Linked DNA regions of Pan troglodytes: all the other regions are linked to region 2. The links are chromatin contacts, called in public Hi-C maps. All regions are on one chromosome and are shown on one strand. The core of a region is the stretch at or near the end of the contact, and the rest is flanking DNA. Distances in the headings are between cores, read along the strand shown. Region 1 holds the start of CXCR4 (C-X-C motif chemokine receptor 4). Region 2 has its middle 260 kb from the start of CXCR4. Region 3 holds the start of DARS1 (aspartyl-tRNA synthetase 1).

What was found. A called contact is a pair of places that touch in the nucleus more often than the background predicts.
Region 1: a Hi-C map of stem cell-derived neural progenitor cells shows a contact between it and region 2, with 9 times the contacts expected there. The contact joins the promoter of CXCR4 here to the enhancer-like site in region 2. A contact is called at or near these places in 1 of 7 Hi-C or Micro-C datasets (stem cell-derived neural progenitor cells), 1 of 1 datasets of contacts at active chromatin or transcription factors (stem cell-derived excitatory neurons) and 1 of 1 other capture datasets (stem cell-derived neural stem cells).
Region 3: a contact with region 2 is called in a Hi-C map of stem cell-derived neural progenitor cells, with 3 times the contacts expected there. The contact joins the promoter of DARS1 here to the enhancer-like site in region 2. A contact is called at or near these places in 1 of 7 Hi-C or Micro-C datasets (stem cell-derived neural progenitor cells) and 1 of 1 datasets of contacts at active chromatin or transcription factors (stem cell-derived excitatory neurons).

Annotation. Positions count from the first base shown.
Region 1 is chr13:38,159,275-38,162,883 of NHGRI_mPanTro3-v2.0_pri, forward strand. CXCR4 (C-X-C motif chemokine receptor 4) reads right to left here and starts at 1,841. Exons shown (of 2, transcript NM_001009047.1): 1 at 1,799-1,841. The coding sequence starts at 1,813.
Region 2 is chr13:38,419,514-38,423,394 of NHGRI_mPanTro3-v2.0_pri, forward strand. No RefSeq gene overlaps it. Among named protein-coding and RNA genes, the nearest start is that of CXCR4, 260 kb to the left of the region's middle. Within about 2 kb of position 1,403, at least 2 of the 24 cell types and tissues checked have an H3K27ac peak or open chromatin away from gene starts, as enhancers often do. A contact at or near this core is called in stem cell-derived neural progenitor cells and stem cell-derived neural stem cells, where this site is marked.
Region 3 is chr13:38,026,827-38,030,311 of NHGRI_mPanTro3-v2.0_pri, forward strand. DARS1 (aspartyl-tRNA synthetase 1) reads right to left here and starts at 1,327. Exons shown (of 16, transcript XM_001155169.7): 1 at 1,118-1,327. The coding sequence starts at 1,183. It overlaps LOC107973777 (a long non-coding RNA gene), which reads left to right and starts at 1,098. Exons shown (of 3, transcript XR_001716208.3): 1 at 1,098-1,231.

The sequences.
Region 1 (3,609 bases), core at 591-3,090, 260 kb before region 2:
CTTCCTTAGGAAAAAAAAAAACACACACAAAGAGGCCACTCCCAGGCGGCGTGGGGGGTGGGGTGGGTGCTGCGAGGAGGGGCAGTGATTAACTTTTTGTAAGAAGTTTTTCTCCCAGGGAGGGAAGAGGGGAGAAGGGAGGATCACGGGGGGAGGGCGGGGGCGTTGCAAAGACTCATTCTCCTAAGGCGCAAAAACTTAATTTTCCCACGCCTGCCTAAACACAAACCATTCTGGGCTTCAAGCAACTTGTAGTGGGTAAAGAGAATGCGGTCTTAAAACGAAGGCCCTTCGGTGCTTGGGGTATATTGGGCGGGAGTGCCAGAAAATGAACAAACGGCACCTCCTCCCCCAAGCGGGCGCTCCTCCGGGGTGTGGGTCTCTTGCCATCCTCGTGTTTATCACTTGGCGCGTTTGGGACGTTAAGGAGCGGGGCATTTTCCTGGGTGGAGAAGGTAACGGGGTCTGCACCCGTGGTCCTCGCCCCAAGTTTCATTTCCTCACTCTCCCGGGTGGCTTCCCATTACCCCGCCACTGATCCAGTTAACCCGGCCGGAGGTGGGCAGCTGGAAGCCTCCAGGCGGTGGGCACGCGGGGGGCCCGGTCGTCCAGCCCCGGGCCGCCGCGGCTGCCCACCACACCCACGCCAACCGCCCGCAAGCAGCGCTGCAGGGGCTCCGCTGGGCGACACGCCAGGCTCTGTCCCACAGGGTGCTGGGGAGCGACTGGGCGGCTCCGCCGCGAGCGTCTTTGAATTGCGCGCCGCTGCAGGAAACCAAAAACTCCCTAGCAAGAGGGTTTCAAAAGGTTTCTGGAAACCACCGACGGTTAAACATCACAACTGGACTCGGAGAGAGCCAAACGGTTTCCCCACTTGCACCTGCCCGTCTTCGCGGCGGCGACCTGGCAGCCCAGGTGCGGTCTTAACCGCCCCCGCCCCCCACCCCGTACCCGCTCCTGTCCCCGGAGCGCAAATCTCAGGGCTGGCAGCTGCGCGGTGTCAAAGGGGAGGTCAAACCACTCCGCTGACCTCTGCACGATCCCAAACTCTCGAACTGCAGGACCCACTCGCGGCCGTGGGGAAGAGGCGCGCTTCGGACGGCGGGAAGGTTTCCCCCTCAAACCCAAAGCGCGCGGGCGGATCAACTCCTAGCTGCTGCCACGACTCGATCCCCTCAGAGGATCGGCGCGGTGGGTCCATCCGCCTCTCCCGCCCTCTGCCTACTGTGCTGGGAGACTGGCACAGCTCCGTCGGCCGCACAGAGTTTAACAAACACGCACCCAATGTCAGGAACAGTCACCAGGCGCTTATCCCCGAAGTTAAAGCGGGCGCAATCTCCTCCTGGGAACTCAGCCCAGGCACGCCGCCCTCCGCCTCTAAATTCAGAGAATGTAACTCGCTCCAAGACATCCCCGTTTCCCCAAGGAAGAGACCGGTGGTCTGAGTCCCGAGACAGCGCGCACGCCTTCTCTGCACTTGTGCACAGAATGTTCTTATGTTTGCAAACAGCGTGCAAGCCGCCGCGCGCGGCGGGACTCAAGGGGGAGACACATGCAGCCATTGGAACGCTCTTTCCAGTCGTTTCTCCTCGACTTACAGAGAAAAAGATTCCAATCCTGCTCCCCCCCCACCCCCCCGCACTATATAGGCATGGTCAAGAAAACTCCTTTCGGTGACCCTTTTTTGGAGTACGGATACCTCCAATGTCCTGGCCGCTTCTGCCCGCTCGGAGAGGGGCTGCGCTGTAAGTTCAAACGTTTGTACATTTATGACAAAGCAGGTTGAAACTGGACTTACACTGATCCCCTCCATGGTAACCGCTGGTTCTCCAGATGCGGTGGCTACTGGAGCACTCAGGCCCTTGGCGTCACTTTGCTACCTGCTGCCGCAGCCAACAAACTTAAGTTTCTGGCCGGGGCCGGACTTTTATAAAAACACGCTCCGAGCGCGGCGCATGCGCCGCTGGGGCGGGGAGGGAGAAGGCGGGGTGGGGGAGAGGGGCAGACGCAAGGAAGGAGGGCGCAGGGGCGGGGCGGAGAGGTGCGCGGCTTGGGAAGCCCAGGGGACCCTGCTGTTTGCGGGTGGTCGGTAGTGAGTCCGGAGCCGGACAGGACCTCCCAGAGGCATTTCCTAAGTTTGAGGGAAGCGGGATGCGCCTGAAGACAGGTGGGAAGCGCGGGCTAGGAACGCGTCTCTCTGTGGCGCGTCCATCCTTGCTAAAGTGGATGGAATTCCAGACCTGGGAATGCTACAGTAGAGACACTGAGGCCCAGGGAAGGGGAGTGACTTGCTGGAGTAACCCAACCAGTAGGCGGCAATGCTGGAAGTAGGGCCAAGCTTCCAACGCCATTCCCCGCGCTTTCAGCACACGCAACCCATTCAGGAGGTAAAATGAGTAAAGATCCTTCCTTCGGAGGATGTAGCTATACGTGCACATTCACAGCATCACTAGGGTCAGGTGCAGATAATTAGGAGATACTTTCAGAAGAAGGTAGGATTTGGCATAATTCTGGAGACTGATCAGATGTAGATGTGTATTGCTCAGTAATTTCATAATAGCGGTAACCAATTCGCGAATAGTGCTTTATTATCCTAAAAGTATGCTTTATTATAAGAGTAATTTAGCGACCAGTACTTTTTGTAACAGATCACTAGGAACTTGCACAGAATCACTCATTCATTCTCACAACACCGTGTGGGTATTGCCATCACAGAGATGCATTTAGTCAGATATTTATAGAAGGACGAACTGCGTGCCACGCACTGTTCTAGGCGTTGGGGATCCAGCGTGAACCAGACAAGGCCCGCATTCGGAGAAACCAGCAAATAAGCCCGGAGAGATGAAATGCCAGGGATGGGCAGGGATTCCAAGCCGGGCTTGAACCCAGGTCTTCGGTCCCCATACTCGGCGTCTTCCACGATTTTGAGCAGAGGACAAGCTTTGGCACGAATCAGAAATTAGGTTGAAGAACTGGGCGGGGCGGAGTGGGGGTGGGGGTCAGACGTTTAAAGCGATCCCAGACTGGCTGAGGTTTGCAGTGGGCGCGCAGACAGTGCTTTCCCCCTCGCGCCACTTCCCGCCGGCGCGGAGACTGGGTGGGGCGGGGGAGCGAGTGTGGGGCGGGGCCGAGAAACTGCGTCCGCAGGCGGGGTGGCCGCTGCGGAGATAGCTGGGACCGAGGCGCGTGCGTCGCGACACGGACCCCAGAGGCCCCCCCACCCCGAAATGGTCCCGAGGAGAGGAATTGCCCAGACTGCACTCTACACACGACCCCTCTTTTCTATATCAAAAGAGGAAACATTTCAGTCTGAGTGTTCCAGAGGTAGTTCGGAGGCAGGGAACCTTTTCTCTACAGAGCATGACTTTCCCTCTTTGTCTGGGACCCCTCCCTAATGCTGGTGGTTAAAGGTTCTCATCTACTCTGCACTTTCACTGACACGGGAAAGATGATATCCGGGCCGGGAGATGGGACTCTCAGAAACGAACGAGTTAGGACACAGACTAATGGCCAGATAAAATCAATTCTAATATTACATTTGTAGAATTAAAAAAAAAAAAAAAGAAACTCCAGGTTCTTGGAGGGTGGTGGCTGGAAGAGGTTTCGGAA
Region 2 (3,881 bases), core at 153-2,652:
TGGCTTGGTATGATGGAAACATAGGATGCTTATGAGCAGGAGAGAAGAGAAGAAAAAAGGAGAAGAGAGAAGAGGGGAGAGGCAGGAAATGACTGTCTCAGATCTCTTTCCATCTCTGGGTTTATGAAATTCTCATTATATGTCACTTACTTGTGTCACCAACTTGTCCAGGCATGCCCAACCCTGCATACAAAATGAGATCAGAACTCCATTTATGTACAAATTACAACGGTACCACTCTCTAAGTCCCTTCCTGCCCAAAGTATGCCCTAGTTATTTGGCAAAATCCCCGAATGGGGCCTCATATGTTCTGGAAACAGTCTGCCATGTTCTGTTCTTCCTTCTCAGCTCATACTTTTTGCTGTCTACTACTCAGGAAGCTGATTGACAGAGCTGCAATGATTTTCCTGTTCAAAGTGCCTGCTGGGAGTACTCCAGAGTTCATGTCAAGATGCATGAAATGCTGGGTGGGCCCAAAGCTTCCAGTTTCAGGTACCAGAGCATGGAGACAATCTTGTCACAGATCTGCATTGTGTTAGGCTAGCTAAGTGAGAATTACCCTTTGGAGAATTCCCTTTTCTCTATAGGTCCAGGATAGCATTGCTCACGAGAGATATTTTGCGTGAGATCTGTAATGCAGGAGTAAAGCATCAATAGTGTTTTTTCACTGCTGATCAGTGTAGGTGCCATGGCAGCCTGCCCACGTTTGTCACTGATCAGCTGTCTCGCTGGGGTGACTCTCACCAATCTCCTGCTTCTTTGAGTCCTTGGCCAGGTGTGTGTGCAGCTTTGTGGTGAAGGGGCTGGCATCCTGCAGCTCAGCCAAGGCATCGCATTGAGGCTGAAGGTGATAGATGCAAGTCCCACTTCATCCTTGTGGGCTTCAGTTTGTCCTTGCTCTTGTCAACAACCAGCTTTGCTTTGTGACTGCCAATCCAGCTGACCTACAGCAACTTCAAGGTCAACACTAGACACAGAGGGACCAGGCTGCACAGAAGGGTCTCTCACCTCCCCCAATATAATAAATCCCTTATTTTATATCGCTCACAGTGGTTCCTCTTCCCTGAACCCTGACTAATTCAGGTTTCCTGCTCACCTTTGTGCCACCTGGATCTAGGAGCAGCTCTGCTTCCCTAAAACATTTGTAAAAGCTTCTCATGAAAGCCACATCTCCGAAGTCTGACAACCCACCCTTCCACACAGAGACTCAAACCCCAGGTCTGGTTGTGGGGAGGTGCCAATACAAACCTTGCAATTTACTCACTTTTACCAACCCCACCCCAACCAAATGCCTTCCTCCTCTTTCAGTTAATAAAAACAAAAGCTCGCTGCACTTCCATGGGTGTGAACAGATGTTCTGTGTGGGCGTGAGTGCTGGTCCCCACCAGCTGCCTCAGGGCCTTGCTGCCCCAACAGCCCCCAGTGCCCTCCGAGACGTGATTAACTCCTCCCTGAGTCTTTGATTCTTCCGTTCAAAGAGTTCTGGCAACTTGACCCTTTGCTCATATGTCTTTGTTTTCACTCATTTCCTTTCCCGGCTGCTTTGCCAGGACTCTGGGATGGATTACAAGGCCTTGGTGAGGATCTATCTGACGGGAGTAGTGCACAGCGACAGACAGGAATATTGGCCTTTGTCTGCCATGCAATCCTATATCTGGTAAATGTGATTTACAAGGCCCACAGAAAATGAGAAAATGCTTTTTATTATTGTTTTAGAGATGAGATCTTTGCTCTGCTATCAGGCTGGAGTGCAGTGGCGTGATCATAGCTCGCTACAGCCTCAACCTCAAGCAATCCTCCTGCCTCAGCCTTCTGAGTAGCTAGGACTACAGGTGTGCACTACTATATCTGGCAAAAATTTTTTTTTAAATGGCAGGGTCTTGCTATGTTGCCTAAGCGGGTGCTGGTCTTGAACTCTTGGCCTCAAGCCATCTTCCTGGCTGAGCCTCCCAAAACATTGGGATTACAGGCATGAGAGCCACTGAGCCCTGCTGAAAGTGAGAAAATTCTAAAGGCTAGAACAGGATGAACTAGTAATAGAGGACTTAAGTTTGAATCTGCCTGTATGAGTCTCTCGGACTGTGGGCACGTCTCTTGCTGTCCCTTCTCTGTAAAGAAGAGCCTGGAGAGTTTTAAGATTTCCCTCCTACTGCTCCCATGGGACATTCTGAATATGATGAGAAAGTGCTCTGAGGTCTGAAAAGCAGTGTTGCCTAGTGCAGCTGTTTCTAAACCTCACTGGAACCCCCTCAGTTGGGTTACTATTCCTACACATATGCTAGAAACCAACTTTCTAGCTCTGCCACCTCCTTTCCAAAATTTTAAAATCAGTAGGTGGAAAGTGATATGGCATCTGTACTTTAAAAACCAAAATAAGACCGTGGGTGATTCTGTTGATCAGCTGAGCGTGGAAACAACTGGTCTAGTGAACAGTAGATGAAGAAAAGGGTCTTACAAAGTTTAGGGGTTCTGTCTATAAGGCCAAGAAAAACGGAAGCAATTATTCAGATAATCTCAGCACAAAACCACAGTTTCATTGGAATTGCGGGAATCATGAGTATCAGTTTCTGAGATACTTGGGTGGAAAGTATGTGGGTGGAGCCCAAATCTTATGTATTTAAATTCAGATCAAGCCTGTAGTAAAGATGACAGCGGTGGGAGATTGAGCAGAGAGGGGAGAATGGCATTTTCTGAATTCTCATTGTGCCACCATACATTCTGGATGTGTTGGGAGCCCCTTCATTTCACAGATGCTTGTTGCTAGTAAGTACTATTGTAGCTCACAAACCATGAGTCGCCACGTTTGACATGGGAAAATGATGCTTGCTATTTATTTATAATACAACATGTTTTGACTAACCATCAGAGAATATATTTTGAGGTAACTTTCCACTTTGCTTAGGATATAACATTTTTAATGCATCTTTCAGTGGATATCTATTTTTAGGTCACCATTAGTTGCCTTGTAAGTGAGATGGCCACATATTCACAGATATTTGGGGAGGCCCACAGATTTATTATTCTGCCTCATTGTCTTGTTGGTACCATATGACCAGTTAGCCTCTTGTTTCCTCATTTGAGTGTGGGAAACGGCTCTGTCTTTAGAGACTAAATGGAATGCATGTAATCTTGTTTAGGGTCATTGTTCCCGGGTCTGAGTTTACTAGATGGAGAATTTCTTCAATGCCAGGTTTCCCAGGAGGAAAATGAGCCTATTTTGGTTCCATCAAATGCATCAGTTCGCTGCTCTGGGTATCATCTGAAGAGCAAGAGGAGTCTGGGGGCCAGTATTGCATTTCATGTGAATGCTGGCTGAGTACTGCCATCTTGTGGCTGGGCAAACCCTAAAGCCTACCAGGGACCTTGGAGCAACCTTACAAAAAGAAACCAGACATCAAGAACCCATGTTCTCTACCTGCATGGAAGAAAAAAATTGACCATGAATCCCTAACAACAGTGCCATCCCTCCTTTCCTAGCTCTTGAATAAGTAACTGCTCTCTTATTAAGAGAGTCCTCTCTGTTTCTTTAAAGAGAATACATCCATTCTTGTTCTGGTTTTAGTAATTTTTGGACCAGCCTTTAGATAATCTTTTGAGCCAAGTTTTGAGAAGTTTGGAGAGGGAAGGCCTTAAAAATATGTATAGTATCCAAGGCCAGAAAAAGAGGCAGAAATTGGAGACAGGTGACTCCTGCCTCTGGGGCAGTGGCTTTCTAAGTGAGGTGTGCCAGAAGCATCAGCATCACCTGGAAACTTGTTAAAATGCACATTCTTGGCTCCCAGCTAGACCTGCTGAGTCAGAAACTCTGGAGGTGGAGCCCAGAAATATGTGTTTTAAGATGATTTGGATGCACATTCAAGTTAGAGAACCCCTGTCTTGGG
Region 3 (3,485 bases), core at 77-2,576, 390 kb before region 2:
AGTTTATGTAATTAAGCAGATTAAGGGTACACAAAAATAATTGCCCTAGTTTTTACAAGGTAACTTAAGATCTGTATGAAACAATTAAGTTTCTGTCACTTTACAGCTACCTGTTGGAATCCTCTCCTTTAGAGCAGGAGGGTGCTGGATTTTGTGTTTACACCAAAATAAAACCAGACATGTTTAAGGCGCTTACTGAACAATTTAAAGAAAAAGATAACCCTGGCCAGAGTAGAGAGATACAGTCACACAATGAAGCCTGAGGGCAACAGAAGGAGATTAAATTGTGTGAAGGACAAAAAAGTTGCATTCATAATTAGTACTATTAATATTTCAGTGACTCTTCCTCATTTAGTATTCTAAGATGACCTATTTCTCATGTTGCTTACCACAAACTCAGAACTCCTTATAGAAAAATTAGGGAGCCAGACGGAAATTAAGGCTTAACAGTACTACAGCACACATAACTTGTAGGATGGTTTCAAACTTTGATTTCTGAAAAGCACCGAAGGATCACTGGGTGTTATGAATTATCCACGTGATTTGGGGTCACTTCACCTCAAATGCATTCTCGGTAACTCCTATTACCTACCTTACCGGGTCACTGAGAGGGAGAAAGTAAATAAAAATGACATGTGTTCTTTAAAGCTGTCACATGGGAAATGGTCATTAAACATATTGGCAGATGGTTTTGCTAAGTACTGTCATTACTTGCTAAAGCATTAGGAACACGAGGGCTGAGTACATATCGATTACTAGTGCTTATTAAAATTTTCCCAGGGATTGTGCATTACGTGCAGGACGTGCCTAACCCAGAGAGACTCAAGTGTGACGCCGCGCTCCTACTTCCGGGGCGGCTGGTTCTTCCCGTCCTCCCCACCCCGGGGACACGCTTCTAGTAGGCCAAACTCCCAGGTGACCCCCGCAAGAAACGCGGTCCGGAGAGGGTCTGGCCCCACTGCTGGGGCAAGGGCTCTAGGCGCCCGGACCCCACGCCCGCAGCCTGCGTAGAACGTGCCGACAAGGACCTGGAGGGCCCCACTCCCCCTCCTCCCTCCCTCGGCGCAGCCCGGCCCAGGGGTCTGTCCTCCCAGGCCCGGGAAAGGAGGAAACCCACTTCCGCCGCGTCCATGATCTCCCGCGGCTTCTCCTGACTCTTGCGGCTGGCGCTGGCGCTGGGCATCGGGACACGGAACTGGGCAGTGGACACCACCCTCCCTCGCAGGCTTCCGTAAGGCAGGCCAAAGGGGCTTCTCCCTCCCTCCCAGTCTCCGCCCTCCCGACCCTCGGGTCTCGGCACACGCGCTCGGACTCCGCGTGGAGGGGCGGCTCCAGAAAGATCGCGAGAGCTGCGGCTATCTCGAGATCCCGGAGCGCTGGCGGCCGCGCGCAGGGTCTCCTCCCACTCTTGCCCCGCCCCTCCGGGAGTTTTCCCGGAGTTGGAGGGAATTCGCGGTAGTTTCGCTGGATTGGCTCTGGGGGCGGGGGCGGGGGCGGGGTTACCAGGTGGCTGGCTGTAGACCTGGGCGAATGCCAGCTCTCTTCAGCTTCGTCCCAACTGCGACTTCTGCTCCATTCTTCTAACAGCCCTTTCAACTCCGCTCGGCTGTAACCGCAGACTCGTCACTAAAACACCCACCTAAGCGCGGGCCTTGGTTTCTCCTCTCTTGGACTTTCCCGCCTTCTCTCTTCCCCTGGGCGACGTAGCTGCTTGGGGACGGAGGAGGCCTCTTCGCAATCCATTGCCCTGCTTGTTGGGACAGAGGAGTGCAGTTGGCTTGCCAAGGCAGCATGGGTTACCAGTCCCTGTGTAAGTGAGGTGTAAATACAGTGGCAACGACAACAAGAAACGCATACAATTGCATTGATTGCCTGGATCTGTTGCAGTGTTAGGGACAGTGCATAGTGTTGGTTGCCCAATGGGCGAATATCCCCAAGTTAGGCTTTTTTAAAAAACTGATTTTTTAAAAAAGCTATCATTCATGAGTTTTGAATCGAAATTGAAAATAATTTGGAGATTTGGTTTAATACTGTTTCCCCTGCCAGAGTTTGCACTCCGTCGTTTCAACTGACTTGGTAGTGTCTTAGTCTGGCACAAAGTGTTAAGGGGTGCACATAGATCCCAGCGCAAGTGAAAGGCTGTCTCTGGAGGCTCCCCCATGGAGTAGTGAGAAGACAGCCATGGTCCTTGCTTGCCTGTAGCTTTCCTTCTAATTGCAGGTGGTATGAAATTTTATTCCCTATTTAATTGATCAAAGATTATTTACAAACATCTACTTTGTGCCAGGCATTCTATCAGGTGCTGGCAAAAAAAAGATAAGTCCTAGTTCCTGTTCTTAATATTACACAGGTACCTAGGCTGATAGATGCGCCATCTTGATACATGCTTCCATTATTACAGAGTCAGGAAGATAATTTAGCTCTTAAAATGGCTGCCTGGAAGTGACACATTTCACATTCTCCTAGTTTATTGGCGAGAACAAGTCACATCGTCATTCCTGAGTTCATGGGGGCAGGAGAATTTACTTATTCCTTGGGGAGCAACACTGAATATTCATGATCAGTATCACATTCCGTTAAAAAAGGCATCCCATTATACTCATGGGATTCGAATACAGAAGGGGGTCTGTGAAGTTGCTTCATCTTGGAATTTTTTTTAAAACTTGGATTGCCTCAATCAGGTATAGTCCTAATGTATGGACTGGTTATCAGAAATCTGAATACAAATCCCATCTATTATCCCTTTGCTAGGGTAGCGATCTTACCTTTCCATCTGTCCATGAGGCCTGTCCATGTACTTCTTTCTTACTTTGGCCCCATTGCCTTGATAAAAGTATTCTTATTTAGTCCTGGAATAAGACTGTAAATATATATTCTTGTTTCTGGCCTCCTTTCCTGATAGTGATAGAAAAGAAGCATTTGCCAGATCAGTGGCCACATGTCATATGCCTGAGGTCTTAAGAATCTGCTGTAGTAAAGATACCACAGCTGCAACTGAGGCTGTGACTTGATTGAACTTGCAGTAGTCTACTGTCAAGTTCCTGAATTTGTCTGGTTTTTGCTGGAGCCACACCGGTGACAATAGGAATGTGATGGAGACTACCAACCATCAGGTCTTTAAGGGTTGCACTGATCTCCACTATTCCCCTTGGGGACATGTTATTGTTTATGATTTCCTATCCTAGTTGGGGGCTGGGAAAGTGACTTTTAGAGATTTCCTCTTAGCTTTATCCGGTATGGTAGCCTATTCCACAGACCAAAGAATAGGGGAACAGCTCTGCCATGGTGCTCTGGCTGCTTTGCAGGATCCACATAAGCCATGTAGGCAAGGGCGGGAACTGCAGCTAACCTGAATCTTGGAAAAACATCTTGTGATCCTGCTGGAACATGAGAGGGTGGAAGGCCATCTCCCACTCACTTCCCTGTCTCCCTGAGAGGCTGTTATGGGATGGTTTCTTACTACCTCCTAGATTCTGATGAGGTGT